Regions from separate parts of the Anas platyrhynchos genome. Here region 2 is linked to region 1. Evidence: chromatin contacts called from public Hi-C data. All regions are on one chromosome and are shown on one strand. Each heading gives the region's core, a stretch centred on a gene start, on an enhancer-like site or on the middle of the called end of the contact. The rest is flanking DNA. Distances are from core to core; before and after follow the strand shown. Region 1 holds the start of KSR2 (kinase suppressor of ras 2). Region 2 overlaps FBXW8 (F-box and WD repeat domain containing 8).

What was found. A called contact is a pair of places that touch in the nucleus more often than the background predicts.
Region 2: a Hi-C map of skeletal muscle shows a contact between it and region 1, with 2.6 times the contacts expected there. The contact joins the enhancer-like site here to the promoter of KSR2 in region 1. A contact is called at or near these places in 2 of 8 Hi-C or Micro-C datasets (skeletal muscle and subcutaneous adipose tissue).

The regions. Positions count from the first base shown.
Region 1 is chr16:5,622,200-5,627,525 of IASCAAS_PekinDuck_T2T, forward strand. KSR2 (kinase suppressor of ras 2) reads left to right here and starts at 3,170. Exons shown (of 20, transcript XM_072024187.1): 1 at 3,170-3,452. The coding sequence starts at 3,273.
Region 2 is chr16:5,783,066-5,788,391 of IASCAAS_PekinDuck_T2T, forward strand. FBXW8 (F-box and WD repeat domain containing 8) reads right to left here. Exons shown (of 12, transcript XM_027469921.3): 9 at 3,601-3,774; 10 at 1,544-1,660; 11 at 672-816; 12 at 1-453. The coding sequence ends at 672. Among named protein-coding and RNA genes, the nearest start is that of TESC, 12 kb to the left of the region's middle. Within about 2 kb of position 2,861, at least 4 of the 8 cell types and tissues checked have an H3K27ac peak or open chromatin away from gene starts, as enhancers often do.

The sequences.
Region 1 (5,326 bases), core at 1,920-4,419:
TCTTCGCTCTTTCCTTCTTCATTTTATTACTTTCTTTATTCTTCTTTATTTTATTCCACTTTATTATTTTATTATTATTTTTTAAGGGACATCTACCAGGACTGTGGGTAATTTCCTGCTCTGGAAGCCACCGAAATGAGGGTGGAAGGAAGGGCAGTGGGTGCAGGGGGGCGTTTAGAGCCCCATGGGACCCTCCTGCCCTCCCCTCCCTTGCGCTCGGCGCTGGGGGCACAAAAATGGCCAAGCTGCTGGCCGGGGTGTTTTAGGAAAAAAACATCTGCTGCTGCAAACCGTTTTGGTTATCGAAAGGCGTGTCTAGCCACAGAAGCCATCAGGAGGGAAAATTTCAGCGGGGTTTATTTATTTTTTAACCCGTGCCCCGTAAATGCCAGGAATTGCGCTGCAGTTCGAGCTCGGGCGGTATTTACATCTCTGGCTGTTGCTGCCTTCAGAGGCTGCCCGCAGCCGGGGGAACAATCCCCTAATCCCAGAGGGAACCCCCCCAGAGCTGATATTGGCACCTCGTGGTGCCAAATATCCAAATATCTGCCCCGGGGTGGTGCAGCTCTGCCCGCGGTTCTGGCGTGCTCACCCAGCTCGTGAAAGAGCTGATCCATAGGATGTGTGCCCACCTGTAGGGTCTCCTGGACAGCCCCATACATCCGAGCTGCGGTGCTGGGGGGTTGTGTTTTCATCGCTCCTATCTCGGGGTTCCCATAAAATCCCTCCGACCCGTTTATTGCCACCCCTAAAGGCAGAATCGCTGCTTGCAAGGGACCAGCTTGCCCATGAGGAGGAGGAAAGGGGACGCGTGTGCTCGTCCCAGCACGGGCTCCTCGGGTGAGCATCTAAATTAAAGCTTCTCCTCGAACAAAGTGCCGACCGGCCCATTTCGGACCTCGTAACCTTCACCCTAACTCCTGCTAGGGGTGGCAGCAGGTGTAATTGCTGCACAGAGCCCTTTGGGGTTAGCTCTGTGCTCCCCACGGGCTGGAGACATCAGGCGCGGGTACCCCAGAAAGTGAAATACGTACCCGGAAAGTGGAAGCCCTGTGCAGGTGAATTATTTTGAATTGATTCTGCTCAGATTTGGGCCAAATCCCCTCCACGCCCCCCCCCAAACTCCCCTCCAGGAGGGCAGGAGCCCTGGGGTGCCTCTCCCCCTGCCCCATCCCGCAGCACAGCCCCCCCGTGGCACCCATCTCCTTGGGCTTTTGGGGGTGCGCATCCCCTGCGCCCCCCCGCTGCTGCACCTGCTGCTCCTGCCCGCAGCGATGCACGGTGCTGCTGGCCTGGGGGTCTCTGAAACGGACCCCCCCCGCTGTGCCAGGGCCCACACTGCAGCAATATCTCCCCCCTTGTTGCAGCAGGACCCCACCATTGCAGCAGGACCCCCCCCATTGTATTAGGGCCCCCAGTATGGGAGGAGCTCCCAGTGCACCTGTGCCCCCATTGCACCATAGCCGCCAATTGCACTGTGCCCCCCCCTTTAGACCGTGCCCCCCCCTTTTCATTACAGCCCACCTTTAGACCATGCCCCCCCCCATTGCACCATGACCCCCTCCTTTAGAATATGCCCCCCTCCCTTTGCAACACGGCCCCCTCTTGCCCCACGGCCCCCCCCATGGCACTGCAGCCCCCGTTGCACCGTGCCCCCTGCATCACACCATGCCCCCCCCCTTTTGCAGAATCCTATAAACATTAAGGTTGGAAAAGCCCTCCAAGAAGGGTCCGCCCACCCCCCTACCACCAATATCACCCACTGGTGGTCCCCTCCTTGCACCATAGCCCCCCGTTGTACCTTGCCCCCCCCACTGCATTGTGCTCTCCCAGTGTCCTGTGCCCCCCCCATTGCCCCGTGCCCCACTATTGAACCAAGACCCCATTGCACCATGCCCTCCCCTTTGCACCATTGCTCCCCATTGCTCCCCATTGCTCCCCATTGCCCTGTGCCCCCCCAATGCCCCCCCAATTGCCCTGTGCCCCCCATTACTCCATCCTCCAAATGCACCATGCCCCCCCATTCCACCACAACCCCCCTTGGCCCCCCATTACCCCATGCCCCCCCATTGCACCATAACCCCCTGTAGCCCCCCAGTGCCCCATACCCCCCACAGCCCCGTGCTCCCCATTGCCCCATGCCCCCCCTTTACACCACAGCCCCCCCTTGCTCTCCCATTACCCCATGCCCCCCCTCTTGCACCATAGCCCCCCATTGCCTCTCCCACTGCCCCCCCATTTCCCCATACCCCATTTCCCCATGCTCCCCATTGCACCATTTCCCCCCATTGCCCCCCCATTTCCCCATGCCCCCCATTCCATCACAGCCCCCATTTCCCCCCCATTTTCCCCCATTGCCCCCCCATTTCCCCATGACCCCCATTGCACCATTAGCCCCCCATTGCCCCCCATTTCCCTGTGCCCCCCATTCCATCACAGCCCCCATTTCCCCCCATTGCCCCACATTGCCCCCCCATTACCCCGTGCCCCCCAGTGCACCACAGCCCCCATTCCCCCCCATTGCCCCACATTGCCCCCCATTTCCCCGTGCCCCCCAGTGCACCACAGCCCCCATTTCCCCCCCATTGCCCCCCATTGCCCCCCATTTCCCCATGCCCCCCCATTGCATCACAGCCCCCATTCCCCCCCATTGCCCCCCATTGCCCCCCCATTTCCCCGTGCCCCCCATTACACCACAGCCCCCATTCCCCCCCCATTCCCCCCCCATATCCCCCCACTCCCCCAACCGCGCCCCCTCCCCAATTTCCCCGCAGCTCCGCGGTGCCGGTGCGGTGCGCGCGTCTCCGCGCGCGTCCGTGCGCGGGGGCGCGCGTGTGCGGAGAGGGGGTGCGGGGAGGGGGGGGGTGCCGGGGGGGGGTCGCGCGCGGAGCGGCGCGCAGCGAGCGCGGCCCCGCGGTGTCGGGAGCGCGCCGCCCCCGCCCCCGCCCCGCCGCGCCCGGGGGGAGGCGGCCGCGGCGGCGCGCTGAGGGCTCGGTGGGCGCCGCGGGGCCGCGCTCGGGGCTCGGGGGGGGGGGGGCGCCGCGGGGCCGCGCTCAGGGCTTCGGGGTTTGGGTTGGGGGGGGTGGGGGGGGGAGTGCGCGCCGCGGAGCCGCGATGCTGCGGGCGGCGGAGCGGGGCTGAGCTGCGGGGCGGGGGGGGGTGGGGGGCGGGGAAGGGAGGGGGCCGGGGGACGGGGAGGGGGGGGGGGGCCGAGCATCGGCGGAGGGGTGGGGTGGGGTCGGGGGGGGGGTGGGTGGGGGGCGCGGCGAGCGATGGATGAGGAAAACATGACGAGGAGCGAGGAGCAGCAGCAGCTGAGTTTGCAGAAGGCGCTGCAGCAGTGCGAGCTCGTCCAGAACATGATCGACATCAGCATCTCCAACCTGGAGGGGCTCCGCACCAAGTGCGCCGCCTCCAACGACCTCACGCAGAAGGAGATCCGCACCCTGGAGGTAGGGGCCCGGCGAGCATCCCCCCCCCCACACCCCTGCAGCACCGGCACCGAGCCCCCGGTCCTTCCCCTGCTCTGTTTTTCCTCCCCGTTCTCTCTCCCCCCCCCTTTCCCCGCACCACCCCCGGGCATCGCAGCGGGGCTCCCCCGCGGCGCTGCGCTGCGGTGCGGAGCGGGGTGCGGAGCCTTTTTTTTGGGTGCGGAGCCTTTTTTTTTTTTGGTGCGGAGCGGCCGAGTGAGGCTGCGCGCTCTGCAGGTGGCCCGAGGTGGGACCGGTGGGAGCCGAGCGCTGCTCGCCGGGAGCGGCCCCCGGCCTCCGCATCCCCCCTCCCCGCATCCCCCAGCCCCCTCCGAGCTCCTTCCAGCAGCCCCCGGCCTGGCCGCAGCGCCCCGCAGCCTCCCGGCCCGCATCCCCCCGGCCTGGCCTCGGCCCCCCCCCGGATCCTCTTTTTTCCCCCAAAACCGCCTCCATCCCGGCGAGCAGCAGCCCCCTGCCCACCTGCAGCCTGCCCCCGTGTCCTGCCTGGCTGCGGGAGGCCAGCATCCTCACCAGTATCCCCCCCAGTATCCCCCATCCCCACCAGCATCCTCTCCAGCATCCTCCATCCTCACCAGCATCCTCGCCCCCGGCTCCTCTGCCGCAGCCTCCGGCCTCCCCCGGAGGCACCCAGGGGGAAATCCTGCACGGCTCCGGCGGCCCCCTGGGCCAGAGGGGTCCCAGAATTTGCAGCAGGGGGACCCCATCCCTCTCTGCGGTGAGAGGGGTTTGAAAGGGGTTTCTGAAGGCTGGAAGCATCCCGGCTCCCTGTACCCCACACACAGGCCTTGGGGCCGGATCCTGCGCAGCCCCAAGGCCTCCCCCTGTGCAGGTGCAGCCCCTGGGAGCAGAGGAGGGGATTTATTTACTCCAGCTGCTGATTTTCAGAGCTGGGGAAGCAGGGAGGCTGCGGCCGGGGGGATTTCGCTTGTTTTTTTTTTTTGGCTGTTGCTTTCCATCCTGGTGCAGAACCGAAATATCGCGGCTCTGAGGGCGCAGGGCCAGGCACCGCGGTGGCTGGGGCTGCGGTGCCACCTCCTCCTGTGGGGTGCTGCAGCTTCTTGGGGTGCTCTGCAGCAGGGGGATCCCCCCCATGTGCCTCCCTAGTGGGCTCCGTGTCCCATGTATGCGCTGTGGGGTGGGATGCACTGCGCTCCCGGACCTTTCCAAGCCAGGCAGTGTCCCCAGCTGCCTCCTGGGGACAGCAAGCAGCAGTTTTGGGGTGTGCAGGAGGATTTGGATGATGCAGGACAGCGGGATTTCATCCTGTGTGGTCGCACCCACGTGGTCCTGCTCGGAGGCCCAGTGAGCGCCCCGTGTTCCTCCTGCTCCACGTGTGGGTTGGCACCGCTCACGAGTTCCCACCTGCTTCTTGCGGACTGGACCGATGAAGATGATGGAGATGAAGAGCGTGGCGAAACCATCCCCTGCAGGGATGCTGTGTCCCCACCTCCTGTGTGTGGACGACACAGGTTTGGAGGTGGCCGGGGGAAAACCCTGGGAGCTGCCCCCTAAATTCTGGGCACTGACAGGGAGGTGTCTGCCCAGCATCAGCCCGCACCGAGGGACAGGAGCCCCAGGAACCCCAGCACCTCGTTCCCTTCAGCGCCTTGTCCTGGGCTCGGCTCTTCTACCCCTTGCACAGAAATCAGGCAATTTCCAGGAGGGCAGCGACAACGGATGGATCCGGGGCCGGGTTCCCAGTTTGGGCACGTTGGCGTGGGTCCGGCCCAGCTCTGGGGACCCCAGGGACCCCGGCCACGTTGTCCTGGGTTTCCACCAGCGTAAGCAGGAGCCGAGCGTGGCCCTGAGCCGTCGCCACCACCGCGTCCCAAGGA
Region 2 (5,326 bases), core at 1,611-4,110, 160 kb after region 1:
AATAATTTTGATATGTGTGGCCTGCTGAGTTTCCAGGCACCCAGTCTGGACGAGACCAACCTTCACGTTTCTCTCCATCAGCCTTGCTCTCCCAAACACCGTAACCCTCTGATCATATTCCTATTTCTAGACACATTCTGGTGCACTTAAAGGAAAAGAAGAATGAACAGCTCATTATAAGGAAAGAAACTTCAATCACGTAGGGCTCAGCAAGATGCCTGTCCTTTCCCCTCGGGACGGGCAGGCATCTGCAGGCTAGGAACTCCTCGATGCGCTCCCAGCCTGCCACCATCTCAGCAGTCTGCCACTCTGGGTTCTTGCTTCCTGACCAGCCCACGTTCCCTGCCAAGCTCGGATCAGCGGCATTTTTCCCCGCAAGCAGTGGGAATGAACGTCTGTTTGCACCGAAGCGTGCTGCTCCCCTTCATTTGTCGGTCTCTGTTCCAAGCAGACCTTTGAACAGCACAGCAACATGTTTTAGTGGTATGCTTGAGGGCAGTCATACTCTGCTCTGGTTCACAACCCCAGCTTTTTGGGTAAAACTCAGCCCTTTTGATGCGCCTGCAGCTCCTGCAATCTTTTTGGCATTCGTCCCTCGTGAACCTCCTTTTTGCCTACAGCCACGGACTTGGCAGAGAGCTGGACCACTGAAGCCAAGTAAAGTGAGTTACCTAAATGTTATCGTAGGGAACTGCGAGGCCAATGTTGTAGTTGTAGCCAGTCACTTCGTCGTAGGAGGAGCGGCAAATAGGAAGGACACTTTCTACAGCCAGCTGGTCCACTGAGAACTCGTAGGCATAGATGATTCCTCGATGCCTGTGCAAAACACAACCAGGGCAGCACGCTAGCTTAATCATATATTTTAGCAGGGCAAATTAGATTAGATTAGATTAGAGTTAGAAATTGCCAGAAAAGACCAAAATTCAGTGCTTCGGAAGATGAATATAAAAACCCATCCCCTCTGCACTGGGGCTATCTGTGCAGATTCGACATGAGAAAACTCCCACCTGCCTCCTTCCATGGACCCCACCAAGCCCTGGCAACAAACAGGGCTGAATTTAGCAACGCAGAGACATAACTGTCATCTGCTGAAACATTTCTAATCTATTCAGGAAGGGGGAAGGAAGTACATTGTAGTTTGATAGTTCAATTAGACATGCTAACATCCATCTGAGATGCAAATATCAAAACCTGGAGTTTAAATACCAGCAGCTTTCCTTCAGGAGGAGACATCATTACTAATATTAGTCAAGCAAGGGAAGAGCTGTATTCCCTGTCTGGCTTCAGTGGCCTTTAGATTCACCTGCTGAAATATGAAATGCATTTTTTTGGTGTGTGTTCAGAAGTAAACAGCCAATTCATCAGCTGTTCTGAAAGTCTTCTCTCTCTCTTTCTCTCTCTCTCTTTTTTTTTTAAACATGCCATGCCTCTCTGTTACTGCTCTGGATGATGAGTCAGGTGCTTATTGTGCCATTTTTAAACATCTAATAGAGCTGATCTTCGCAGTGCCAAAACTCCTACCCTTCAGAGCTGCCTTACTCACTTGCGGTGCGCAGTAAGGTCATCATCCATGATGCTGCTGCCTCGGGGAGTCTTCTCATCGGGGATGTTTGCAGTGATGAGGCTATGGGAATTAAACCAGATATAGCGGACTGGATGTCTGAAAAATAAACCACAGCACTGAGTGAGATGCCACTTGCATTAGACTCTTAAAATCCAAGCGCGGTAAAGGGTTTGCTCCGGATTAAACAAGAATTCATCTCCTTCAGTGCCCCCTCTATGGTCAGAAGCTGGGAAGCTGCACCTTTGGCTCCTCTCCTTCTGTCTGAAGTAGATAAACACAGCTTTTATCACCATCTAGTGGACTATTACCAGAATACAGGCCAGAAAATATTTCAGACACTTGGCAGCACACAAGCCCTGCCGGATCCGGGCTGCCTGCTTGCCTCTCTGCTGTAAGGACCGCATCTGAGGGATGAGCAGGATGCTTCCCAAAGCCAGCTGCTCAGCCAGGACCTCGCAACCCCCTCCCAAGCACTGAGCGAGGGATGATTTAGAAATCCACTCTGTGGAACAGGCTACAAGGGCTGGTGTTTCCCCCTCAATGGTGAATAAACCGACCCTGAACCAGTGTTTGCTGTTCAAGCAGGGGTAACTCATCAGGTTAAGGGCGCTCATCTCCACGGCCCTAACCTTTCTCCTGTCCTCTCCCCTGCTTCTGCCCTCGCTTTCCATTCATGACACTGGCTCTTGGCAGGGATAACAACTCGCACACCTCTTTGGTCTACGAAGGCCTTTTTGATTGAAGTGCTCCTTTCCAAGTCCTATATAGATTAAACAGTATTTTAAACATTTAACCTAATGGTTTCACTTTGAGTACATTTTCCCCTCCACACCAAAGCTCAGCAGATCTGCCCTGCTTGCCCTCCTTCTTGGCATGCTCATTAGTGCTGCTCCAGGAGATAATCAATGCAATATTGTCCTTAATGCATCGGCTGCATCACATTGGGCTTTGTAATTCACGGGGTCAAAAGAGAAGGAGATACCTGCTATTAATCAATGACAACTCCAACATGAACTTCTCTGACTGTAAATACCTCATCTGCCTCCTCTGTGGGGAAGAGGCATTAAAAGAAAAAAAAATCAGGATGTATCTGTTCATTTTATTAAGAACAGGGCATCACTCAGTGGCTAAATCCTTGAGGTCTTCATTCAGACAAAGCAGACTCACTGGGAATTTTACCTTGATCAGAAAATTGTGATTTGTAGCAACTAACAGTCTTCTGTCAATTCCAGGGTACTGATCTCAGCTTGTACTTTCAGCACTGAACATTTTGTGCTTTCAGTACAAACTGTTACTCCCTTATCAGCGTCCCCGAGTTTAAATCCCAATCTGGCTTCGCTCGTCACTGCTAAGGGAATGCACAAAGGAGGTGAACAGAAGCTCAGGTACTGTACCAGGGTGCAGAGGACAGAGACAGACACAACCAGTTACACTGAAGCCAACAGCCAGAAGTCCAGCATTTTAAATCCAAGTATAAAGTAAATACTGGTTGACACTGATAAAGTAAAATACTTGTTGAAGATAGGGCAGAGAGAAGCTGAGGTCTAAAGGTTCCAGGGGGGTGGATGGGTCAGAGAAGGAGCAGGGGAAAAGCAGCAGCAGCAAGTCCTTGGAAGTAACACAGAAAAGGCAGGGGAGATTTTGGGGGGAAATCAGTCCTCTGGTGGAAGTTTTTTTCTTTGGGGGTTAGAACTAGATGATCTTTCAGGTCCCTTCCAGCCCAAGCCACTCTATGACTCCACAAAGATGCCAGCTGAGCTCTATGGAAAATCTAGGGGTGAAAAAGCTTTCATTCTCCATTCCCTAGCTGAAGCACTCTTTAACTATGAAGTAAAAAGCCTCTGAAAGCTCATGGTGCACAGAAACACACACATGAATCCAGGCTGGTTCTCAAATCACAGGAAAACAAACAGAACAGAAAGCTTTAGATGTGGGCATGTTGTTATTTTGGTCCTGGATCATCCCATTCCCACATTCCTCCTGGCTGCCAGACCTGACAAAAGCCCTTGCGTAAGATCCCATGTAGACAAAGTTACCTGGCATGCGTTTCCCAGAGCTTGGTGCCCATCCGCTGATCCCACACACACACCATGCCCTCTTCTCCTCCGCTGACAATCTTCCAGTCATCCATCTGTACCGCAGACACCCCTAACCGGTGGGCGTAGAGGGAGCACAGCGATTCGCTTTTGCGGAGGTCATACACCCTGACCCTAAATGAAAGCAGATTAAGGACAGAGATAAAAGTGACTGTGGATATGCAGCCGCAGATATTAAGTATATTTTCAACCAAACCGAACCACCAGCAATTCACCCAGCCTTTTGCAGATAAAAGATCACAGGAATCACTTGAAATACAGAGTAGGAGATGAGGTCCTGGCTGAGGTCCTTCCACAGCACCAGCTCACTCAGTAGCGGCTTGACACTTCTTTGTGCCACTGTATTTTCACTCGGCCAGCTATTATCAAAGATTTTTTAATGCAGACTTCTCCCAACCTTCAGGCTCTTGTTGTCTTCTTTGTAAGCCATAAGCGAAAGAAACAATAAGTGAAATTTGGAGAAAGCTCCCCTAAATCTGTTCCCCTCAAACCGTTAGCAATGCTGTGAGGCATAAAGGATCGCGTATTTGGCATAGCGCTAACATACCCTACCCCTCTGTACCCAACCCATGTCTGCTAAGGCCTAGAGATAATAATATTACAAATATCAAGGAAAGGACAAGCTATTATTATGAAGATCGAGGAAGTGAAAACATGCAGCAAATCATGAGACAAATCAAGGTTTCTACACTTGAGTTAATCACCAATACTGAAACAGAGCTATCCACAAGTACCCAGCAGACAGTATCTCTTCCGGAAAAGGTTTCAAAAACACTCCTAGTGAATTTGGGCACCTTTTAGGTACATCTGACTTTCAAAAGTTATTGAATGAAGAGTTTGAAGAGAGACTTATTGAAGATAAGACTATGTTTAATGAAGCAGAATGTTAGAAAAAGAGCTTACGATTTCAACCAGTGCACCAAGTCCACAAGAATAAAGCTAAAGGTGTTAAGTTTTAAATCCAGTTCATGTCACAAAGAGTATGTTTTCTGATCCTTATGTATCAAGACTAAGAGATAAAGCAAAGTGCATGAGAGAATAAAAAAAATGCAGTGAGTGAAAACAGAAGTAAAGGGGAAATACTGATCTCAGCTGAAAAGAAGCCAGAGAAAGTTCCTCCCAGCTGAGGGCTATCAAGAATGAAACCATCAGGTACACATTAATTCAAAAAAAGGCCAAAACACACTTGTTCCAATACATTAACTGTATTTTGTTCAATACCCCCGCTATGATCCTAATGGTGTTGCAAGTCTTTCCCTTTCCTTTCTCAAATGGAGATTGCATCATATGATTTTACAAATAACACATTTCGGCAACTGAAATAAAAGGCCGCGGAACAGTCCAAAACTCCAACAGAGCAACATCCATCTGACACGCAGAAAAACATGCTGGAACAGAGCGAGGAGCACGCTTTGTGTGGCTCTGCACTCACCCTTAGGAAAACCCCCTCACAACAGTTGCTGATGGCAAAAAGGACTTCTTGCTTTCTCCAAATCCAGCAGAGAAAGGCTTTGGCTACACATTAGAGCTGTGCTTTGGGTAAGGACGGAGCGGTTTGGAAGCGTTCACACTCAGCGCTCTCCCTGTCTTCCTGCATGTGTTCTGTGTGACAATCAAAGCTTCTTCTGTTTGGTAAGCACAGTTGGAAACAAAGATCTGATTGTGT